Linked DNA regions of Drosophila melanogaster: region 1 is linked to region 2. The links are chromatin contacts, called in public Hi-C maps. All regions are on one chromosome and are shown on one strand. The core of a region is the stretch at or near the end of the contact, and the rest is flanking DNA. Distances in the headings are between cores, read along the strand shown. Region 1 holds the start of kek5 (kekkon 5). Region 2 holds the start of CG8028.

Region 1 (6,654 bases), core at 3,352-5,851, 73 kb after region 2:
CCTAGCCGGAATGTTGTGAAAAGTAAACAAATTCGGTGGCACACTGCCACTCAACATCCTTGCTGTTTTGATGCATGTTACGAATGCACTGAACTGGACGCCACGTGGTGCTCCCCCCAATGGCAATTTACTTATGCCGGATATGAAAAAATATAGAATGCGATGCTTTTCAAGCTTCAAAACGATTGTATATCCTTAATTAAAATGAAAATAATTCATGCAATCAGTCAAGTAATCAATCACTTTAGACGGAAATCAGGTAGCGCATTTTGTGACACAAGGATTTAACATCATTCATGTGTCGTACGGTACACGTGGCAAAAAAAAATGTATGATATCATACAAGAAACATAAAAAATGCAAAAATTGTGTAGATAAATATGTAACAAATTCGGAGGGTTAAACATTAAACATAATGCATAAAACTACAACAATGACCGCAAATCATTGAAAATTGTACTTGTTCGATTTTATGCCACTATAATTAATGGTTTTTTTTTTGTATGTATCGCAAAAGAGTTTCCACCCCTGAAAGCTGTTATACCCAGTTTAGTTGACAGCAATCCACAACATAATATCCACATGTTAACACAGGATCCACTAGACTTTTTACCCCTAAAAGCTTTTTCATATTGCAAGTTGGCTTTTGCTCCACATCGTTTTTTGTGTATAACGTTATGCCATAAATATAACGTTATTCCATAAACATAACGTTATGCCATAAACCACATATTCACCCCTAGTTTCCATAACCTAAGGTTTTTATGGAAAGTTATGTCCCAAAGTGTCCTGAATATGAAAGTGTCCCTATGGAAATAATCTTAAGAAGCTTGAGCTTTAAACTTTCTTTACGGGGGTATACTTTAAAAGCTCAGTTCGCTTTTAAAATATACTCCAATATGAAAACCAAAATCATTTTCCGTTTCAAACCTAAATTTGGTTGTGAGAACAAGCTACATTTCATATTTCACATCATTAAGAACTTTAGAAGCCCTAAACTTTTCCTAAATAAGCTTAGACTATAGAAAGTAGCTTATATTAATTTAGGCTTAACTCTTTTTTTATTGTTATTTTTATTTTAAAAACTACCTTCAGGCAGCCTAAACACTTATATGTTTAAGAAATAGAAATAAGTAATATTATATTAGTATTAGACACAACGTTAACAATTTTTGATTACTTACTAAGATAAATGTTTCGTACATTTAAATATTGATTGACAACTAATACTGGGAATTGGGATATATTTTTTACGACAGGATTCTAGTTGATCCAGATCCACTTTCTATGCATCTAGAAACGCATGTATGTATGTACCAAGAAGCATTGCACATTGTTCTCAGTATTTTACTCTGAGCTGTACGGATTTTCTTTATGGTGCAATTTAGCAGCAACTCCATAAACTTGAAAGCCATATCTTCAAATCGGTTTGAGGATGGTTTTATATATAGCCAACTTGCTTTTTAAGGAGAGCTTGATACTAGGAGACAGGAGCCACGATATTTTCGCAACTTTTGACAACATAGCCAAAGTATAGATAATCCCAAGATATTTTCCATACGACTTATGCTCCAGCACGGATCCAAGATGCGTATATATTCCAGGTCTGATCGAAAACATAAACTTTGCTCATTTGCTACTGTTTATTCCTGTTTGTTCCAATCCTGCGTCAATTTTTCAAAGCAACAAACATACTCCTGTGGAAAGGGGTTTCTGACTAGAACTGCGGCATCATCAGCGGATGTTGCAATGAGAACGTCATCAGTGTCCACAGTTTGGACTGAAAAGCTTGACTCTCAGATGAATGCAAATACATAAATATTGTAGGTTATAAGTTACACCTTTCAATTATATATTTTAATTATATTACCCAAAACTTAAAATTTATCAAGCCAATTGGGCATCCTTCTTGGGAATATAAGCTGGGTAATAAAGCCTGGGCAATGGCTCCCGATAGACATGTCCAGTGGATGGATGGACCCAGTTCAAATCCATATTCGCCAGGTACACGTACTCCTGCCGAGAAATGCGCACTTGGCAGTGCTCTCCAGATAGATCCGCAAACTCCTCAGCCGCATAGTTGTCCAAATCGATCTCGTACAACTTTTCCAAGCAAGGAAGATGATGATGGTGATAGTGACCGAAGTCGACCGAAATGGGGAAACCTGCATCCAACTAGCACATCCAACTGCAGGGCCAGCTGGAAATGGTGATGAGCCTGGCTACTTTAGTCACCAGTCACTTTAGTTGGCTCCTCCTCCGTCGCCTGCAACGCCACCTGGCTGATGGTGCGCTTCAAGGAGTCCTCCGTTTGGGTTCATCGGAGTCGCCATTAAGAGCAACTTATTGTTAAAGTTCATGTTCATTAATCAATCTAAAATCTAAAGCTAGCTCACCAACTCAACTGAGTCAGCTGCTCCTTCAGCAAGATGTTCATATTTTCATATGGTTTTAGTTCTTCATTTACAGATACAGATACAGAATAGAAGATACAGAATAGAAGATTCCACATCATTGGTGTCAATGTCTTTTTCCTTTTGGAGGAAATATTCATTGAATATTCTCTAAAACTATATAAGTTATTATGCCTGAATAGAGTCGATCTTTAAATAAAAGCAAAAAACAAAACAATTTTAAACATTTAACCAACTAAAATAGAGAAAACGTAAAATATTGTAAGTGGAGTGTGTTATTCTTGTGTTTTATATGTTCGCAGTTGTTGAAATGTTTACTCACCAAATGAAAATATATGTAAGTCCTAGATAGGAAGGATATAAAAGAATATTAAATAAAACGAACATAGAAGATGGTTACCTTGTTCTCATGAAATGTGTGTTCTATTTTTATGATCCTAGCTTGATTTGGTGCTTATGTGCCCAGTTTATAGCATAATTTGTCATAATTAATTTGGCGTCCATCTGTGTTTAGTCTACTGTACATTTCAAAATGCTGCAATACCAATTGTAACCTATCATGATCGAGCAGCATTTCATTTAGTTTCTGCATTTCAAATCAAAAAAATATACATCTTTTATTTTAAAACTTACACAATCAATTGGCGAAAAAATCGATTGCTCGCCAACACTTCTATTTCCCTATAACAAAAGATGCGTTTTTTAAATAAATAAAAAAACCAGTATTTTTTCTGTAAAAGATTTACTTTGCTTGTTTAAATTTTTTTAATTAGAAATCAAATTAACCAAATTTAAAATTAGGGTGTCCATAATTAGTTGTCGACTTTTACATTTCAAAACATTTTCAAGAAGTGTAGGCGTGGCAGATTTGAGCGATTTGTGGGCGTTAAAGTGGAGGTGCCAACATTACTTGACAACTAACTTGCGCTGCGTATGCCTCTTAAATCTTCAGGTCTAATAAAAAATTAGCTTCACTTTCTGGTATCTCTTATAAATAAATAGGAAATAAAGCTATATTAATATTAAGGCATAATAACAAACATCGAAAACTTCCAAAATTAAGCAATTTAAAGTATCTTTCATTGAAATGTAGTAATAATGCCATTGCTCTTATGCTATTATCAATGTGTACTGGTTTCCCATGATACCTTACTATTTAATTTTATGTAAAGGGAACCTTACATATTTATGTATTGGATTGGAATTGCCACTCGTTTCTCGCAGTGTATCTGGCTGGCTCCACACATGGGCGCGTGTATGCTCTCCCCTTACTGACGTACTTAATTCTTCGCAGTTATTCAGGGGCACAGAGAACGCTTCACTTTCCTTCTTTTTTCGCCGGTGACGTAATTAATGATGCTAGCCGCTGAAATTTTAAAATGAATTGCACTACCAAGCAGCAGCTCCTTTCCATTTTGTTCGACGATCAGAGGTCTTAAAATCAAACTTCTGTCAACTGGCTGATGAATTCATTCAGTTTCTAACGTTCGCGATGGAGCTGAAATTCTTATTTTGTGTTCAACTGATTTTTTGAATACATATGTATATATTTTGTACTGAGCTCTGTTCTTGAGAAGGGAGAATCTATAGTCGAGTATATCGGTTACTTGGCTAATGGAAATGCGAACGCGAAATTTTAACATTTTTCTTAGGTAGATATTATTGGGGAATGAAATAAGAAACTATTTAAAAATTGCTTGGGTAGTTTTTGGCGGCTTGTGAGCGTTAGAGTGGGCGTGGCAAAATGGGTCAACAAACTGGCTCTGCGTCTATGTTTATGTATAGAACATGTATGCTTAATCTCAACATCCTAGCTGTACAATAAGACAAAAAAAAAAAAACACATTTCATTGGCATCAGAATCGTTAAGGGTAAAATTGTCACGACTTTCGTACCATGGTTTTGTTTGATTTGATTATGGTGATAACTAAAATTATTTTTTTTTATTGAAAAAAAATTATTGATTTTAATTTTTTTTGTTTTTGTATACATTCATTAAGTGAAAAATCGCCGTAAATTTGATTTTATAATTCGTTACACACGTTTTGTTTCAGTGCTTTGTTGCTGTTGCAACCCCTCAGCTGACGTTCCAGTCGAACATGTTGCATGACGGCTCGGCTTAGTTCGGTTCGGTTCGCTGCGACTCGGTTCGATGCGGCTCGAGCGGCCTGCTCTCGAACAGATGTGCGTCGCAGTGTTGTTGCAAACGCCGGTCGCGTAGGTTGTTGCTAGAGTGAAACGTCGAGCGCATCGCCCACCCACATACACATATGTACGTACTCGAGTGCGCGAAGCAGTCAGTTGTTGCCGCCAATTGAATGGACAGTCGCGGTTAACGAAACACGAAAAGTCGTCTCGACTCGCCTCGCGTCGCGTGGAGTTCACTTGAGTTGAGTGGCGGCTAGTGTGTGTGTGTTTGCTTTTTTTTTCGAACGCCGCCAAACACGCGGCTGTTGCGGCTGTCCCGGAGTGCATTACTCACACTTTTTTTTCGGTTACTTGCAAGTGATACCCCTTAAACGAAAACAACAACAAGCCCCCCCCACCCACACACCACTTCAACCCCCTCACAAGCAGCTAAAGCCAAAAGGTGATTATATTTGGAAAAGTCACGCCGTGGAGTAAATAACGGAGCGGAGAGCGGATCAACACAAAGCGTGGTAAAGAGAGTGGAGAGATAAAGAGTTAAAATAAGTGCATAGAGTGCGAGTGGGAGAGATAGAGCGAGCGAGCGGGAGGGAGAGTGTAAGTGCTGCCCGTGTGTGAGAGTGTGTGTGTCTGTCTTCATGTACGTATGTGGCTTCTTTCAATGGTAGTCGTGTGTACCCGTTGAACCGGTTCAACACTCATCTTCGACTTACCTGCAAAACAACAGAAGCAGCAATGATAACAACAACAACAACGACAACAGCAGCGACTGCAGCGTGGTTTGTGCTTGGAAAAACATGAAAAACTGAAACTGAAGCAAAATGCAGCATCGCCAGAAGCAGCAGCAACAACAAAACGAGAACAACAACGTGCAGCTGCAGCAATTGTAATGTCAAATGAATCAAACAAACTGCATCATTTGCGTTTCCGAAGGCAGGAAAATAAGGGAAAGGCAAAGAAATGAAGAAAACATACATATTACATATGTATATATAAACATATATATTTAGGTATATATGTACGTATGTACGTAAAGTGCAGTCTGCAGTTTAAAAGCCATTAACCCCCAAAAACTGAAGTAACGAACCATCCGCACGGAGATCGCTGTTTTCCCCACTGAACTAACTTAATTCGTTTAGCCAGAATACACTGATCCCGTTGCAAATTGGTGGCTAATATGCAATATGATATTTAATTTGCAACCATATATTCTGCATATTTCACGCGTGTGTGCGTGAGCGCTGTAGGGTTAATACGAGAGCGCTCACTACCTGCGCGCCCTGCCAAGGGTTAAGCACTCAGGCAAGAAGTTTCGCGTGTAATTGACGTTGCCAAAAATTAAGAAAGAAAGAAAAACAAACAAACAAACGCAGAACAAAACAAAACAAAACAAACCAGTAAGGGAAGAACAAAAGCACGAACAGAAATTAGAAGACAGCGAACAGAAGAGAAACTTAACTTTTTCTCTGTTCTTATTTCAGGTTATATACCCTTGCAGATGGCACATTAAATTCGGTATATCGGAATATCATGATCAGTATTTAGAGTCTAATTAACGGTCCACCTGTCCGTTTGTCTGTCCATTTCCATAAAAAAAAGTCTCAGTTTTATAGCTATTGCATCATGTACATAGCTGTCATAGGAAAAATAAGAAAATTAACTGAAAGTGATAAAATAATCATCGGTTCTTAATCATGAAGTATTGCTCGGTATACAGGTGTTTTGTATTATTACTGCAAGGGTATGTAAGTTTCGGCTTACTTTCTTGTTCGCTTTTTTGTGTGTTTGTCCATGCAGTACAGTTAGCCGCCAGTGGTACTGTCGAAGTGTGCGTGTGTTTCTGCGGGTGCTATTACCTTGGTATTATTGGTAGGTATGTAGGTGCGTGTGTGTGTGTGTGTGTGTGTGAGTTGGTGTTTTTGGCGGAGCACTTTTTGTTTTCATGAATTTATCCTTGGGACGAATAAGAACTGCAGGCGAAAGGAGCGAAAATGTAGCAGGAGGACAGGGGAAATCGGGAAAGCTAAAAACAAACAAAGGGATTAGCAAAGATGCGAATATTGCGGCCCAGAAATTAAGACCACAAGAAAAA
Region 2 (6,416 bases), core at 3,352-5,851:
GAAATAATATGGAGTTTTTGTTCATAAAACAGATACCTCAATATGAACAATTAGCAAACTAAAAACGGCTGTTCATTAACAAATATTATTCAGCGTTGTAAGCACTCACTTTTTAGTTTACTATGCAAGTTTTCTATATTTTATAGCTTTAAAAATCATAGGATAAATATTTTGACATTTGCATTTGTCAAATCTGCAAGTATCTATTAACAAATAATGCGTTTAAGTACACTCTTTAAGTATTCCTGGTTCAAATGTTGTGGACTCATAAAATCATATTTTTGAAATTTCTAAAAAACTATTGAAATATTAACAAATTATCACAGTAATAAGCTAAATATTCATATTTTTTAAGTAAACCTTTTAAATATTCCACAAATATTTAGTTAAACACAACTAGAAATTAAGCGTAATTTGAAATAAATGGTTGTGAATAGTTTCGAAAATGATTTCTTTCTAGATTTTTATACCTGTCGTTTTCTATGGCTGCTAATCTTTATGACGTGATTATGGCCCACATACAAACTTGTGCAGTTGATAGGGTATAGGGTAAACACGCCGAAGTCACCTAGATACGTGTACAGGTGGGGATGTCGCCATTTAGCCCCAACATAGCCCACTATCCCACCATCAGCGAGCGTGAATATCCCTACAATTGGGCTACGACTATGGGCCGTGCAAGCGGCGCAATCTGCGTAATCCGCGCCCATTGCCTGAGTACCAACTCACACTGAAGAAGTCCGGTTCGGGTTCCTCCTTGGGCGGAGTGGGTGGCTGGGCCATTCGCTGGCGGTACTGCTCGATGTGCTCCTCCACGGTGCGCGGACTGTCGTCCCAGGAGTTCCAGTCCCGCTCGCGCGCCCCCGCTGTCCTGCCACCGCCGGCCTGGCCAGCGGAGGTGGCGCCGGTGGCGGAGAAGTCGCCTCGCTCCACGATCACGTTGACCGCTTGCAGTTGGTCGGCGGATCCGGTGGCGGAGCCGCTGTGGCTGAGCTTGCGGCGCCTGGAGAAGCAGCACAAGGCACGCCGGCACAGCGTGATGATGCCCAGCACCAGCATCTTGATTTGCTGCAGCATTGTCACCTGGTTAACTATCCTATTCTATATTATTTACTAAATTTCAGTTTCTTGGACCCCGTTAGTGTGACCGCCACGTGGACAGCGGCGAATACCAAATGGTTGTACTAAGCTACCGACTTCTCTATTTGTAAATACCGAAAACTGTGACATTACCGTTAAGTATTAAACAGTTTAACTGTGATTTTTGAATTTATGTTTTTTCCTTTTTTGAAAAATACTGTATCACATTCATTTTTCCAAGCTATTATATTAAATATTAAATATATATGTTTCATTATCAAATTTCCATTTTAAGAACAAGCTGTTTTTTTCTTTATCGCAAATGATACTTTTGACAATTTAATTTCCCATCTAAAAACATGTTTTGGTTTTATTTGCTTAATACTTCTCGTAATTGTACCTAAATTACCTCAATAATTCACGATATGTTTTGTTAAAAAAAAAGGAAGGGGGGGGGGGGGTGGTAGAGTTTTTTTTATTGGACCATTGCACTACGTCCCTGGTTATCAACATCCTCGTGATCAACGTTGTTGCGTTCGATTTTGTTACGCCTCCGAAACTTGACGATCAGCACTTCGAGGACCCAAGGAGCGGCGCACAGGATCATGAAGCCGTTTAGGATGTGAAAGACGAAAATGTAATCCCTGGTCTTGTCCCGAATAAACCCAACAATGGGACCGATGAGGAACATGGCATTGCCTTGGATGAACATGAAAAGGCCATAGCCAGTGGCGAACCTTAAACGAGATGGAAATATATGAGGAATATATATTATAATTTTGTGATAAATGCTATAAGCTTGCCAAAAGAACCCACCTTTCCTTGGGCAAGTAGTCGGCAAAGACCAGAGGCAGTGGAACGTGGAGCCAGGTGCGCAGAAATCCAATGACCGCCGTGATGCAGGCCATGCCCACAAACTGTGTGATTCCGTTGAAGGCTGTGGGAAAATGAGTGAGATTAGTGGGAGGAAGGGAGTTCTTGGAGCCCAAGGAAGGGTTCGCCTACCGAATCTCGCAAAGACGGTGAAAACGGCTCCGGCCAAATAAATGTATCTCGAAGGAACCTGGATGCACACGGCGGTGATGGCCAGGAAAATACGAGATGCCAAGTCTGCGGCCGCTCCAATGGCGATAATGGTGGCCGTGTCGGGCTGAAAAAAAACAATATTATTTATGGGATGTAGAAGTTACTGAAAGAACTGGAAATAACCTGGTAATCGCAATAATCAGACTGGGAAAACCACTTAGAAATCGTTTATATATTCTTACGGTAAGCTTATGTTATTTTTATGTTTTTCTTTTACAAGGTTTTTAATTTTTTTTTTTTAATCTGTAAAATACTGTTTCCGATTAGCCGTTTTTTAACGGCGAAAGCGGACAAAGTGAATTCGAATAATTCAAAATGGCGTCGCGTTCGTTTCTGCCTTTTTTTGTGAACGTTTTTTATTCTTTTAAGTTGCTTCTAAATCTCATATAACTTAATTTTTGTTATCGATTTCAGATTTATCAGTTGCTTATATGATCGCTCAAAGTGTTAAGTTTGGTGTGCGTTAAAAGTTAGTAATTATTATTGAAACTGCGTTTTCGCAAGTAAATTTTGGCATTTTGTGATACCTAAAAGAAATCTATTTGTATATAATTCACAAGAACAAAAATTCAATTAAATCAGCAACGGGTGTCGGGTTCCGCGACTATTAGATACCCCTTACTTTGCAAGATATGATTATATGCAAGCATCGTAGATATTGCTTGGCAAGTAGTAAACTGCTTGACAAGCAGCAAGTCGACTGCTTTAGAGATTGTTCAAGGTGACTTTAGATATACGATCTATACCACGTGATATAATTTCAATTCAGTTTGAACTGGTTTCTCAAAGAAATTTTGAATAAGGTTATCAAGATTAGGGATATGATTAGGGATACGAAAAGTAAAAAGTACATATGGAAAGATTGCGAAAATTTATGTTAATTACACATAAATATGGTGTCTATTCTACTTTGCTAACATATATGCATACAATTTTTATGTAATTTTTCAATCAACCCACCACATCTACATTTCTTTCAATAGAGCTAGCAAGTTTAGTGTAAACTACGGTAAGCCTACTGCTCCAGCCCTTAACTGTGGATATTGTGGTAATGACTCACCCTGCTGTATCCCAGCTCAAATAGGTAGACTGGCTGCATGGTGAAGAAGGTGATGTCGGAGTAGAGGGCAAAGGTGATGCCCAGCACGATGTTAACGAAAATGGGCTTCTTCAGCAGCGTGAGATCGAGGAAGTCGACGATGGTGCGCACCCAGCTCTTTTTGGTAGCGTGGGCTGGAGCTACTGCACCTGATGCACCGGCAATCGTGCTCGGACGCCGTGAGGTCTGCAGGCTGTGCATCATCTGGGGCGAGGCGTCACTGACCACCACGGGTCCGGACCAATTGCCCAGGCTGGTGATGCTCGAGGCCCGACTGGACAGAACCTTCAGCATTTGCTCCTCGGCGTGGGAGAGCTTTCGCGCTCCTGGATCAGCGGTATGAAAGTTGGGCTCCTCTCTGGTAGCCTTAAGCGGTGTTTCCGGCTGCACTCTAATCACCACCGTTGGGCTCAACTCCTTGAGTTCCTCCTGCTCCTCGGGCTGGATGGGCACGCGACGCATGTGCCACTCCACTGGGTGCATGACCAGCATCCCGAACACCGCATGAGCATTCAGTCCCGTGAGGATGAGCAGGCAACCGCGGAAGCCGTACCATGACATCAACTTCTGCATGACAATCGGATATAGCATGGAGCCCAAGCCAATCAGTGTCTGGGCAAAGCTCATCCACATCACGCGGTTCTTGACAAAATAATGGTTGAATGTCGTATAGCAGGTGGGCACCATCAGCCCGAAGGCGAATCCCTGAACGACGCTAAAGGCCATGATCAGGTGTAGCGTGGAGGTGGCGAACAACTGCATTCCAGTGCCCAGGAAGTACAAGATGCCGCCAGTGACGCCCACCTGCCGCATTCCAAAGCGCTGGAACAGGGAGCCGGAGAACAGGCCGGCGAAGCTCATCGACGAGAAGAAGGCACTCGTTATGATGGCCATGGCACTCGTCTCCGCTCCAATGCTCTTCAGGAACTCGCCGAAGACCAGGCCAAACGATGGCAAAGCCGCAAGGGCACTTGTCTGTAAGTAATCGTTTGAATTTATGCTAATTGCGTTCTTTATTTATGCCATTATATCATTAGTTCTAGAAAAAAAAAGTTTACTCTGAATTTTATTTAAACTATTTTCCATTCACTTAAGAACCACCTCGATACCCACTGACTTTGCATTTCTTGGCCGATTGAGTTCCCTGCGTTAGTACTTACAAAAGGCAGGGCCATGCCAATGCAGACGAGGATTCCCCAGCCGCCATCGGGTGCCTCCAGTGTGTAGGATTTCGACTTCTTCATCTGGTATGCTGGGCGCGACTGGAGTCGGTGCTCGATCGTCAACCAGACGATCCCAGTCTGAGGCATCCGTCCGTGTGCGTATATCAATCCCATCATATAAGTCGGCGCTACCAGTAGCAGCCTCCTCGATTATCCGCTTATCGCACCTCGGGACTTTATGGCCAAGCTAAGCTTCTTATGACAAAGGTTCATACATAATATGGCTTTCCCGATAAGATTAGCCCAGATACTCGCATACAGTTTACAAATTTCCCTGCGGTGCCGGCCCCCGTCGTGATTTTCAAGCATTTCCGCTAGTGTAAATAGACGAGAGATCGGGTGGGTGGGTTGTCTACGCCCTACTACCACGCCCCCGAATTCCAAATTCCGTGTTGTAATGGTAATGGTACATTTGCGAATAACAAAACAATTTTTGGAGCATCATTTGGGGTCTTTATCGAGAACAAGTTGGCCCGACTCCTACGCTGATAAGAATTTCCAGACCTAGTGCTACGGACAGGTTTGTCACTAGATTTACAACAGTCCTCGTGGGTCGTCGCATACCACACCCTCCTGCGAGATATCTACTGCTTAATTTATACAAACTTAAATTTATTCTTCACGCATTACATTTGTTTACACGCAGACGGTGAGTTTTGCTCAACTCGATACTATAAACGCATAAACTTCGCACTAAATGATGGCGATTATGGGGTTGGGTGTAACTTAACCGGATGTTTGAGTTCCCAAATGATTTTAAAAACCTTGCACTTTTCCTTCAGTTACTCATCTATACCCATTTATTTATCTATTTTAAAGAAGGCTAAGCCGCACGCCTTTTTTTATTTCTAAGATTTCTAAGATCTAATCTGTTGGAATTTGTTAACTTTTCCAGCCTGTGCAGTTCCAGGAAATATTATTCGCAAAAATGCATACTTTTCATCGCTTTATTTTACCAATTTAATATACACACATATTCATATATATATTATTATTATAATATATTATTTAGTAGGGCTACAATATCGGGCAATACATTTCCAAAAGTTCGCTTCAAACGCTTGTATCAAAAACGCTCCTTACTGTTTTACTAATTCGACAAAAATATATATATTTATATATATATACATATATATATATGTATAATCCATGATAAATTTAAGTACCCAAAATATACTTAATCTAGTAGTAATTTGTGTATATAGAATATCCGAATGTCGTCATCTGGGCATCGGCTAGTTTAGTTCTCAGTGTAGCATTCCGCGCCGAGCCCAAAAGTTTGCTACATTGAGTTAACTTGGTCTTTTTCCACGATTTGTCGTGGATTCGTTTGCATTTATTGCTTATCGGTTGGGCTTAGTTATTTCATTAAACAATGCACATAGATCTTACTTATTAATATTTTAATATTTTTGGACCAAACATACACGACATCATCCCTTCATTTCGATTTCGATTTCAATTTCGACTTTGTTTAGTCCTCTCCAAGTATTCTTCATCAATTGTATATATATATATATATATATATGTATTGTGGCATTTCGTTGAATAGAATAGAAACAGAGTCTCATCGCCTTTAAAATTGAGGAAAAGCTTCTCTGGCGGACTGTTCTTCCATATTTCGTCAATTCATTTAACATGCCAAAGTAGTTTTCATATTGAACGTAGGATAAATGATATATAGTGTTTTATTTATTATTTGTATAGTTTAATTGTTTTGTCGCTGCTTAACTTCGCTCCTTAGGTACATTTTAAAGCCGATCAATTTTCAACACTCCTTCCTCATCTTCCTGTCACATCGATGTATCTTCAGATGCAGATATCAGTATTTCTATAAGTAGTGATTAACTTCTAAATTAAGAACTATCTTTGAACTATCACATACAAGTTCACTAAGAAGCAAATCGGAGAACAATTCAAGGCGAAAC

Evidence for each region. A called contact is a pair of places that touch in the nucleus more often than the background predicts.
Region 1: a contact with region 2 is called in a Hi-C map of the Kc167 cell line, with 1.5 times the contacts expected there. The contact joins the promoter of kek5 here to the promoter of CG8028 in region 2. A contact is called at or near these places in 6 of 107 Hi-C or Micro-C datasets (the Kc167 cell line, cellular blastoderm embryo, embryo and 2 more) and 1 of 6 datasets of contacts at active chromatin or transcription factors (the S2 cell line).

What each region holds. Positions count from the first base shown.
Region 1 is chrX:19,348,580-19,355,233 of dm6, forward strand. kek5 (kekkon 5) reads left to right here and starts at 4,602. Exons shown (of 5, transcript NM_001258817.2): 1 at 4,602-5,074.
Region 2 is chrX:19,275,748-19,282,163 of dm6, forward strand. It overlaps CG8028, which reads right to left and starts at 4,602. Exons shown (of 5, transcript NM_001103561.2): 1 at 4,426-4,602; 2 at 3,227-4,240; 3 at 2,086-2,230; 4 at 1,897-2,017; 5 at 1,429-1,817. The coding sequence starts at 4,575. The coding sequence ends at 1,556. It overlaps CG8034, which reads right to left. Exons shown (of 4, transcript NM_133148.5): 4 at 5,485-6,416. CG32537 reads right to left here and starts at 792. Exons shown (of 3, transcript NM_167643.3): 1 at 471-792. CG32536 reads right to left here and starts at 1,151. Exons shown (of 3, transcript NM_167644.2): 1 at 730-1,151. The coding sequence starts at 1,077.